Regions from separate parts of the Ctenopharyngodon idella genome. Here region 1 is linked to region 2. A link is a contact called in public Hi-C data. All regions are on one chromosome and are shown on one strand. The core of a region is the stretch at or near the end of the contact, and the rest is flanking DNA. Distances in the headings are between cores, read along the strand shown. Region 1 holds the start of col14a1a (collagen, type XIV, alpha 1a). Region 2 holds the start of mrpl13 (mitochondrial ribosomal protein L13).

What was found. Hi-C and Micro-C count contacts between places; a contact is called where the count stands out from the background.
Region 1: a contact with region 2 is called in a Hi-C map of muscle, with 6 times the contacts expected there. The contact joins the promoter of col14a1a here to the promoter of mrpl13 in region 2. A contact is called at or near these places in 2 of 2 Hi-C or Micro-C datasets (both in muscle).

Annotation. Positions count from the first base shown.
Region 1 is chr16:14,235,894-14,241,756 of HZGC01, forward strand. It overlaps col14a1a (collagen, type XIV, alpha 1a), which reads right to left and starts at 2,750. Exons shown (of 49, transcript XM_051866485.1): 1 at 2,389-2,750; 2 at 935-1,056. The coding sequence starts at 1,022.
Region 2 is chr16:14,057,793-14,063,878 of HZGC01, forward strand. It overlaps mrpl13 (mitochondrial ribosomal protein L13), which reads left to right and starts at 4,288. Exons shown (of 7, transcript XM_051866495.1): 1 at 4,288-4,453; 2 at 5,067-5,190. The coding sequence starts at 4,316. mtbp (MDM2 binding protein) reads right to left here and starts at 4,171. Exons shown (of 22, transcript XM_051866492.1): 1 at 3,962-4,171; 2 at 3,783-3,863; 3 at 3,616-3,689; 4 at 2,656-2,798; 5 at 2,397-2,455; 6 at 2,077-2,218; 7 at 1,834-1,948; 8 at 450-572. The coding sequence starts at 4,025.

The DNA.
Region 1 (5,863 bases), core at 1,500-3,999, 180 kb after region 2:
CAATAGGATTGTGAAGGAACCACACAAAAATAAGTTATTATTAATCAGTAATAAATGTTAGTGAAGCTCAAACGTGCTGCGTAACCAATGAGGTTCATTCTCCTGTGTTATGCGGTACGTTTAAGCTTTCGGAAGAGGTTTGTTCTAGTGCGTCAACTCAGATTTTTGCTTTTTTATAAGGAGTGACAAGTAGAAATTCATTTTTTGTGGTAATCATAAGCATTATGAAACAAGTGCTGTTGATTCATCTTATCTGGTATTAAACCTAGAATATTCCTTTAACTAAAAGTCGTCTTTGGTTTGTTTTTTCATATTCAGCTGCACCACTGAGCAGTTTAAAATCGCAACAACAGCTTTCAGTGATTTTAGGGATGAAAATAACCTGTCTAGGCAGCATAAATTTAAAAACTACACCTGCCCATCACACAAGTGCTGGTCTGGGAAGAAGAGTGAAAAAAAAATTCAGAGAGTAATCCAAACTTTATCTTTCGAACAGTAACTCCCACTCCAGATGATGATCCAGACTCCACCTTTCACTCCAGGGCCCGGGAGGAATGTGAAACTACTTCCAAACAGAGCAACCAATTAAGCCTTTAAGCTGCCTTGAGGGATATTATCATTGTGGTCCCCTCTGATGTTAGACTAAATGCTTTTCCACATCTCTATCCTATCTAAAACCCTCAAGACTCACTTTAGCCCTTTTTACCTTCTTACTGAGAGGCATTATACTGAAATGAGTCCTCTTAGGAGATGTGAAAGTGCACAAAGGGTCAAATGTTTCTTTCTTTTTTTTCAAATCACAATCAGATGTAACCATTTGCCTTCAAAATTTTACACTGAATGATAAGGACAACATCTCATATTTTACACAATGACACAAAAGCCAATACACCAGAGCAAAATGGCAATTCAGAACCATGAAGACAGCAATTACCTTGAGCAGAAACAGGGGCGAAAAACTGAATCAGTGCCAGCAAGATAAGCGGACACCACAGCTTAATCCTCGATCCCGACACCTGCATCCTTATAGCTGTGTGAGTGATGCTTGCCCTGAACCTACAGAGAGACAGAAACAGCAAGTGAGTGGAGGAATTCACTGAAGCCGTGTAGCCTCAGGGGGATTTCTGAAACACAGGGAGGGTGGGATGTCTCTGCGGGTCAAGAACAGTAAAGACTTTGTTGAGTTTTGATGGACAGCCAATGAGAAGTGCTTCCTGAGGACCATTGTTGTTCCTGAGAACAAGCAGGACACTACAGCTCCTGTCATTCATGTCGGATAAGAAGGCTGACGTGTGTTTAGAGAGGAAGCCGCCCAGGCTTGTTCAAGAGGGCACCCCCACTTAACTTAAACACTGGTCTAAATTAGGGTCAAGAGATTATGCTGGTTAGCTGCAGTCTATGGTATGTAGTTCACTAAGTCAGTTTTCCTCAGCTGTTGTGACACAGACGGCATATTCTTTTATAACTAATATGTTTGGGATTTTTTTAATTTTTTTTTTGTTGGAAACAATACAATATGCTCTAGTGCATGATATGCTGTTTCAAATGGACATTATTTAAATTAAAGCTTGTTTGGATTGCACATGGTTGTCCATCACAGCATTTAACTGGTAATTTGCCTTTAAGGATGTTTTTTATTCTGTAAAATTAGATAAAAGGCATGCTATTAAGGAACTGAGCATTTCAGTCAAATATTTGTACTAAAAGTAGAGCCCAATGCATTGATAAATTCCCTTGCATGTGTGTCTTTGTCCCCCTCTCTCTCTCTCTCTCTCTCTCTCTCTCTCTGTTTCACCTGCTACTGAATCCTGAATCCTGAAATAAACATCAAGCGCTCACCTTGGCTTCATTTCTATTCTCAACAACACAGTAAAGATGAAACGCGCTAAATTTAAAAATAGATGTAGGATACATCAAGTATATTCTTTGAGCATCGGAGGTGTTTGGGACATCCCTAGATTTTTATAGATAATAATAACAATAATAATAGGCTACAAAACTTATATGGAACTAGAAATGTATATAGGCTAAACTAAGTTCTGTGTGCTTCTGTTTACGTTAGTTGAGGAAATATTTTACGAGCAAATATACATATAATATAAAATATAGGATATATGTGCCTCAAACCACTTTAAAGTAGACTATATGGGGTGTAATGAATGAATAGAACAAAAATAAATTTCCCCAAAATTATACTTTAAGACACATTCAAGCAAATGCTTAACAATACAAAGTAAAGTGGCAAAATAGTGAAAAAAATGTCGCAAATATTTTCGTCTTTTTGACGCTCTTTCTTGATTAATTCTCCCAGTGTTGTTTTAATAAAACGCAGATGAGATAATGGAGTTAAGCGAGAGTATGAAAGATTAAATCATATAGCAGTCTTACCTTTCACACCATTCGCTTCAGTGAAATCCTCTTGATCTAAATGTGATCCAAATTCCCGCGTCTTGTGATGATCAGACTTCACTCGTATCTTCTCGTAGAGTCAGTCAGATCACAGCGCTCTCCGTGTGCGTGTTTCGTCTGTCCTTACTCGCCCATTCCTTTAGCTCTTCAGCTCTGCACCTCATTTCATCCTTTAGTCTTGAGTCTTCGGGAAAAAAAACGTTCATGCGACCAATTGCAGCCACTGGACAGACGACGAATGATCTCACGACAATCAAGAGCCCTTCTCAAATACTTGATCCTGCCTACATGTAGGCTGTTCAGCGCTGACAAGAAAATCCATTTTCATTACATTTCAAGGGAATGCAACTGTAATGAACAATCATAACGCCTACACCAGGATGATGGATTATTAAATTGACCGTTATGACTCATTATATTTTATTAAGCCAGATTAATTGAATCGGTCAATGTGCGCAATCAATCATGTAGGCTACATTTGATTTTAAAGGAATTATTGTCAGTATCGTGTGAGGCTTTATCTGTTTCGTCTAGCAAAACCAAATAAGTAGGCTACTTTTTGCCGCCCCGTCACAGTTAACCAAACTTTTTAAACTTAAAAAAAAAAAAAAAGTGTGATATGTAGGTAGCCTAAATAACTATTTAAGAAAAGTGACAAATAATGACAATATTTATATTTTGTCGATATACAATCCGATACTGATTCCAACGAAAAGCGATTGAGAGCTTACTGTTGATATGGTTCCCTCCGTGTAACCTAACTTTTAAAGTTTATATATGGGTCATTGACAAATAAGGTTTTTAAAAGTGTAAAAAAAAAAAAAAAAAAACAAACATAATGGAGATATAATTAATTTCGAAGTTTTATTAAGTGTTAACAATGAGATTATGTGGTTTTTATAATCAATTAACGCTGTTTTTGTCATTTTTTACAAGATGGACAAAATTTGTACCCAAAAAAATTCGGTTTTACCAAATTACACTTTTGGTTATACCAAATGACGATATTTTCAAACAATGCTAGCAAGTTAGCTTGCTAGCTAGCTAGCAAAAGGACAATCAACCATTTTGTATTTAGTACAAGTTTTTAAAATACTACAACATCTTCCATGTTTTATAGCGGTTGTACCAAATGGCCTGATGTTTCGGGACATGCGTGCAAGTGAAAACATGAATTTTTCAAATAGTTAAAAGAGAGTTAGTTACTTTGCTTCACAACCATGTGGTACTTTGCAGGTGTCTGAATGATGTCACATCTTGTCACATGATATTGACGGCATGACTTGATCCAAAATGGTCCCTTTATATTGGTTACTCCGAATGACATTAATGAAATTCATTTTTCCGGACATTCTTTCTCATAACAAAGCAACGACTTCTACACATAATTTTAATACTATTTTGCACTATGTTGATGTATGATGTTATAAAATCATGCCAGAATAAAAAAATATATACATTTATTACATACATTTATAACACATACATGCTTTTTGTTACTTCTTTTCAGGTTTTCATCATGAAATCAAAACTGACAAAAAAAAAATTTGTTTTTTAAGGAATATTGCAGTATTTATTAAATGATTTATCCATTCACAAAATGCAATAGTAAACAACAACAATCCAACGGACAAAATCAAGACTTATTTCTTATTCTTCTTCGAGAAGCAGTTCGACTCGGATATACACAATGTTGAAAAAAAGTCTATCGTAACTTCCGTTTCATGCCAACTTTAATTTGGAGAGTCAGACCCCCCTAAATACCCCATGAATCACACACTGGATTCAGCCCATCTTGTAGATTTAATGTAATTTGTCTCATTATCTCAAAACAATATGCATTTCCATTCTCTTTTCAAGTATTGATCAACATATTGTATTACATTGTGTTCTATTCTCTCCTAACATGAGAAGAATATCCAAACACGTTTTGGAAGAACTTTTTATCCCTCCAGTAACACCTGCACCTTCTTATAGCCTATCAGTCCAAGTTAAACAGGAAACAAAGCTATCTGAGTGTACACAAAACGTGTTGAAATGAGGAGATGTGAAAGATGTGTGAGACTGTGCGTGAAATGTTTCTTACTGTGTGCAGGTTGCTGATTGGCCAGATTCCAGAGTGCAATATTATTTTGGAAGTCCTCTGCACTACCCAACACCTCAATATTGTAGAAATCCACCAAATTCACACTTAAGTACTAAACAGGTGTTCTCTTGTCCAAGGTTTCATAAAAACCCAGAACCAGATTCTTGTAATCCACATTCCATATTGCTTGGTTATGGGAATGAAAGAAAATTTGACTATCATTATTCATTATTTGATTGCCATGGGCCATCACAATGGCAGCTCTTCCCACGAGACTGCAGATTTGCAGTCTGAATGAACCGCTTCATTTGCATGACTCATCTGAGGAGTAAATACATTACAGAGATGATAAAGGGCTCATAAAACCCCACCATATGATCCTCCACCGTGATTTTGAAGGTTATGCTAATGTAATGTATGTTTATGTTCACATTCTTGACTTCAGTACAAACAAAATTCGACTGCCGAATATCAATTTACAACCAATGACACTATGTAAATATCTCTGAAAAGTGTTTCAGACTACTTTGAATCTCTCCCGAGGACAGGTCTTAATATACTCTTGTTTATTACTGAGCTTTATATTGCAGGAATGTTTACAGCACTTTACCGCAAACTCATCCTTTAAAAGAAAGAGGACATTTTGATTTCAAAGTTAGACAATCTTATAGACTTTCAAAATCTTATTCACAGAATAAATGGCTCATTGAAAGCAGCCCAGCTTGCAGCATATACAGCATTTATCAACTTCAACATACAGTTGGCGCGGGACTAGAACGGTGACACCTGGATGCCGAGATGCAGTGGCTGTAAGCTCTTTAACTCTGAATGGCTTATTCCCAAATGACAAGGCCGAGCGTAATGAGGCATTGTGGGCTAATCAGTGGGTTCATTCAGCAGGCTCCAAAGGAACCTTATATTACTCAGCGACTTCTAATTAACCGTGGGATACGGCAAAAGATGATGGCGTTGAGGAGTCTGCAAGACCCTGGGGATACAGGAAAGAGCAGTTCACGTAGACAAGCAGATGCACGCTTGCACATAAAGGCAGTTTTCACACACACAGTGTCTGAATGGATTGAACTGTAGAGATGTGGTAGCAAAATGGACACACCTCTCAAAGACGAACAAAGGTCTTCAGGAATAAAGGATTTAAAGAATATTGAATGCAAACAATCTCACAAGCTTCGCAGGGGTCACAGCCATGGCACGGACTATTCCAGTGCATATCGATCTTTGAAATATCAGCCTCTTTATCTTCAGTAACCATGTGTGAATATGCTTGTCTCAGTGTTTATTTAATAGGCCTATGGCATCCCTAGCTTAGCAAACTTGGAAGGACATAGAATGCAGCTCGGGTTTGCATAT
Region 2 (6,086 bases), core at 3,038-5,537:
TTTTTCCATAAGTTGACTAGGGAAGGCGTAGGACGTAGTGTAAGCTTTTTGAACTTTAAGAGTTTTACACTTTCTTCGTACATTGAATACGGAAGGCAGTGTGGCGGAAGCTAGATATTTTACTTCATAACTTGTTAAATATGGATATTTTTTTTTACACAAACTCATCGCTTTGCTTCAGAAGGCCTTTATTAACCCCCCGGAGCCGTGTGGAATATGTTTATGATGGATGGATGTGGATAGAGACACATTTTTTTTCAGCTTCATACTCGTTGGACCTGTTCACTGCCATTATAAAGCTCGGATGCGTCAGGATATTTATTAATATAACTCTGATTGTGTTCATCAGAAAGAAGAAAGTCATATGCACCTAGGATGGCTTGAGGGTGAAGCATTCTTGGGTAATTGTAAGAATCCATTTAAATCTGGACTAAAATGAAGCTGCTCACCTCATGCTGTAGTTTATGATCAGTGTGGCATTGTGGGTCTGTGTGAGGATACAGTGCGTCACTCCAGTGATTTCTCCTCTGAGCTCTCAGACAGAAACCCTCAAACTTCAGCTCTGAGACAAACTGAAAATAACAACAAATCAATTTAGAATGAGCTGAAGAGAGATTTACAAGTGTCACTCAGAAGGGTCTATACTTAACAATACTTGTCCTGTTTCTACAACACTAGACAACACAACAACTTTCTTGGAATAGACCAATTTTAGTCTAAGAAAGCGCAGAAACTTCCAAAAACATGAGCTAATGGATATTTCAGTAACACTGACCAGCTCTCTGAGCAGCCAACAGCCACAATCCAAAATGATTGAACTGGAAATCCAAACTCAAATCCCTGAACATGAATGATCTTTGTACAGCATTAGGTTCATTTCCTGTATTAAAGCCTATAATTCACTTCAGGCTGGCCCAGAAGAACCAGAGCCACAGATCTTTACTAGTCCTGATGTCTTTCCTCAACCAGAGCACACACTCTGCTGTATAACAGCTCTCTTCCCGCTTAGACACAAAATTTCCCTGCTCAGAATTTCCCTGAATCGAAATGTTTTCTTTACATATGCCACACTTACTAAGTCTTTCCATCTTTGTCTTTATAGTTTCAGAAATCAGTAGGAGTTTCTGTTCTCTCACAGACTATTTCTTGCAAGTGTTCACCCTCTGCTGGACAGAAAGAGTTTTACAGTTACTCTTTTGTTCTGCTCATAAAAGGTGACCGGTGTATTTTTTATTTTTAATTAAACCACTTTCTTCTATCCCAGGATAATTTTCAAAGTTAATTATGAGAAAGCGATTAGTAGGTAGATTTCTAAATTATAAGCACAGTGATATATATACTATTATAGTATTTATTAATATTTTAAACTGTTAACTACAATGTATGCCTCAAACTCCTAATTACTGCTCATTAATTAGTTAGTAATGTAGATGTTAAGTTTAGGTATTGTGTAGGATTAAGGGATGTAGAATATGGCCTTGCAGAATAAGGTATTAATATGTGTTTTATAAGTACTGATAAACAGCCAATATCCTAGCAACATGCATGCTAATAAGCAACTAGTTAATAGTGAGAATTGGCTAAACTAAAGTATTACTATTTTTTTTTTATATTTCTATTCAGTTAAGATGCCACTTAGAGACTTTGAGAAATGGTAGTACTTTATTAATTACAATGTTTCAAATAAATCCTATAGGATTTTGCAAGCAAGGTCATGTCTGAGACTGTCTTTATGTGGGTTCATGTAGATTTTTTTTTTCTCTAAAAAGGGGGGCCCAGCAGAAAAAGTTTGGGCACCACTGGACTAAGGAGTTGTACTGCAGCATAAAGTACCTTTTTCTCTCTAATATGGAGTCCACCTCTCCAGATCTCCCTCCCATCCACACAGCTGTCAATCACTGATGGAGAACACAGGCGGGCGTCCAGGTACATGGCTGCTTTCTGCCACCTTTACAGTGCAGAAACAAGAGAAACAGAGACATTATACATAAGAAAACTCATACAGAGGACAGGCCTATTCTTTCTAAAATGAAACACGAGTGATGAAGAATATTACTGGAGAGTATTAGATTTTACCCTGCACTGTGTTCAGTGACCATGATCATCTGTGCAGAGTGCCACGCCCTCATGTGCTTCAAAGAGCCAATCACAGGCAACATATCCTTCAACCCCGCCTCCTCGCCCACACATAGCACAATCACATCCAGCAAAGACTTCCCTGCCATCAAGAACACACATTACATCAATACAATAAAACAACAGTGAACATCATGAAACATCATCTAAACAACAGTAACATCATAACAAAAACATTTTGCAAAATAAAATATAGAAACTTTCACTACGATAACTTTATAATGCCTAATAATAAACAATTTGATGTTATAAAACGGTACCTGGATGAGGAAGTTTGTCTGCTAGTTGATGAAGACCTTCAGCAGCCTCTTCAAAGAGTCTACCATGATAGTCAATCATCATTTAAAAAAAAAAAAAAACAGACATAATTAAGGCATTAAGGAAAGTGAATGTAAATAAACAGCTGTCAATGATCAATTCAAGGATGGCATCAAATTATTAGTGAAATATGGTTGATTCTTTGGTCCTATAACATTGTTTGAGATATTATGGGGCGACAGTATCAATCAGAACTCTCACTCTGCATGGGACGGGTTCTCTGTGAGTGTGCCCTGTTCCTCTTGCTCCTGAAGGGCAGCGATGCAGCTGTCTAGAGCAGACGTCTCGGATTCCTCACTGTCACTGCGCTGGGAACACAGTTCCTCCCACTCTGAGCTGCACCACTGGAAATACACAGTAAAGAGTGTGTGCGGATGATCGGATGCACTACACCAGGGGTTTTCAATCTTTTAGATGCCATGGACACCCAAATATGATCATCCTTATGCAAGATATCCCATTCTATATTATGTATTTTCATGTATAAAGACACAATTTGTACTAATTTAAATGGCTATAATAAATATTATTTGGAAAATATTTAATTTCTATCAAGTGCACACTTCAGTACCATACTGTTAGATGTAATATTTATTATTCATTTTAATCATTTTCAATTTTTATAATTTATTTTAAACTAATATTATTGTTTATTTATTCATTTCAGTGCATTTAGTTTAATCTATTTTTTTATTATTTTAGTCTAATTTTATATTGTTTATTTACATCTATTTTTTATTATATGCTTATTTTAATCTATCCGTTTATTTATTTTAATCTTTTTATTATTGTATTTACATATCAATTTATTTACTTATTTTAATCCATTTATTTAATCTTATTTTTAATCAATTTATTTACTTATTTTAATCCATTTATTTAATCTTATATATAAATTGGTTGAGACAAACGTAGATTACAAAGTGATGATGTAGTATAGTGCAAGGGTTTTCAAACTGGAGTCCGGGACCGAGGATTGTTTAAAAAGTGAATATATAAAATAAAATACTGAAATATATATGTATCACTTTTTAAACAATCCTCGGTCCCGGACCCCAGTTTGGTTCCTTTGTAATCTATGTTTGTCTCAACCAATTTATAACACCTGTAATCAATTAATCTAGTGTAGAAGAAGCAAATATGCATAATTATGTTAATTACCTGTGTTGTACCATAACTGGCTTGAATGGCAAAGTACCATCTCTGTGGAGCAGGACTACCACTCAGAGAGCAGGCTAAATAGATTTAAAGAATCACAAAGTCAAACTTCACACTTCAAAACTGGTAGAAAATGGAGTGGCAAATGAGGATATAAATAACAAACTTACCTGGAAATAGAGGAACTCGTGTTAAACTCGAACCAGAAATATTTTTGAGGTTATCAAACACTTTCTTAGTTTCATCAACCCCTACAATAAAATTAATACGCGTCAAAACAACAATAGACAGTCAAAGCTTACGTAGTTCTGATACATGACATTATTTTATCACCAATAAAGCCTCTTACCGTTGAAACAACTATCTCTCTTCGGCTCTAGGTTGATTATAACAACTAGCACGTATCTGTCCATGGCAGTATGCTGCTGTGTTCATGTAAAATAAAGTTAACTTGTTACAGCACGAGACAGACTCCAGTACAAAAACAAATTTACGCGCGTTTACAACCAACACGGACGTTTCAAGATGACGCGCGCGCTACCAAAAAATACAGTCGGTAGGAACAGATTGAAACACGCATATAAATAACAAAACGTGGTGATGGTGGCGAATTAAATGATATATTATATAGCGTTAATTATATATTTATTGTTATTTAAGTTACTCAAGAAAAGTATAATACTTTATCTGAGAGCGTAAATGTATGGCTACAGAAAAAGGAACGACATATTTTACCTCTTTGCTGGGGGGACGTAAATTGCTGCTGTACCACTACAGCCACATTGAGGTCAAATTTTTCAAATGCTTATTTAAAATGTCTAGTTTTTCAAGATCAGCCCAGGTAAGGTTTTGTTGCTTTCTGTCATACTAGTCTCTATCATTTATAAAGAATACTACGCTGTCAGCTGATGCTTAAATGCTTCTTGAATAGAAAGCGTGATCTTTCCATTGAGCTTGTGCGCTAACAAGCTTGTGGTCAAAGAAGAGAGAGATTTGTATAATGTTTGCACCTGTGTGCATGGATTTATTTGGATAGAATAACAACTATTTATTTTTGGAAATTAGTGAAGGTAGATGAGTGTGACATTTATGCTCTAATGCATCAGTTAACAGGTGACAGGTTAAGGAGACAATTTACTAGCATTTTTCTCGCCTTCATATTGTTTCAAATCCGTGTGACTTTGTTTATTAACTTATTCTGTGAATCACATCATCACAAGAGAAAATATTATGGGGTATGTTAAGATGTTATATTCATTGCATCTTCTTTTCCATGCAATGAAAGTAAACTGTGACTGACTGACCTGACATTCTACATAAAATGTTCCACGGACGATAGATGTCGTACGGATTAATAGCATAATCTTATTTCATTTGAACAATTATTATTGGCTATTACGAACTAATAATGTTCAGTCATGAAACATTAAATGACTTTCTCTTTTTCCCATTAGCAATGGGCGACCTTTGCAAGATCCTGGTTCCTAATAGACGCTAGGATGCAGCCTCCAGGAAAGATCGCCTCTATGTGCTCAGTGCGGCTTCAAGGGAAACATAAACCCATTTACCATCCACTGAGTGAGTAAATGTGATTACTAAAACAAATTAAGGTCTCTCTGTTTACTTCCCACCTCAGGTAAAACATGGCAGCGCTGATTCATTGACTTCTGAGAACGTGTAGTTGCCCAGTGGCCACAAGATGGAAGTAAACGATCACGGTTTAAAATAGTGTCAGCACTGCTCTATGAGTCCAGCAGTAAAATACTATTATAGTTCTTTTTATTATTCAGAATTAGTTAATTTTGTATTTTCATTATCATTTTAGTTAAATCTCTATTAGTTTTGTTTTGTTTTTCTCAGTTTTTTTTATACAAAAATGTCTATGTAGTTTTTATTAAAGGGTTAGTTCACCCAAAAATAAAAATAATGTCGTTTATTACTCACCCTCATGTCGTTCCACACCCGTAAGACCTTTGTTAATCTTCGGAACACAAATTAAGATATTTTTGTTGAAATCCGATGGCTCAGCGAGGCCTGCATAGCCAGCAATGACATTTCCTCTCTCAAGATCCATTAATGTACTAAAAACATATTTAAATCAGTTCATGTGAGTACAGTGGTTCAATATTAATATTATAAAGTGACGAGAATATTTTTTGTGCACCAAAAAAAAAAAAAAACAGGAATCTTCGGAGCGTTATGAATCAGCGTGTCGAATCAGCGGTTCGGAGCGCCAAAGTCACGTGATTTCAGCAGTTTGGCGGTTTGACACGTGATCCGAATCATGATTCGACACGCTGATTCATAACGCTCTGAAGCTTCATGAAGCAGTGTTTTGAAATTGGCCATCACTATATAAGTCGTTAATTTGTTTTTTTGGCGCACCAAAAATATTCTCGTCACTTTATAATATTAATATTGAACCACTGTACTCACATGAACTGATTTAAATATGTTTTTAGTACATTAATGGA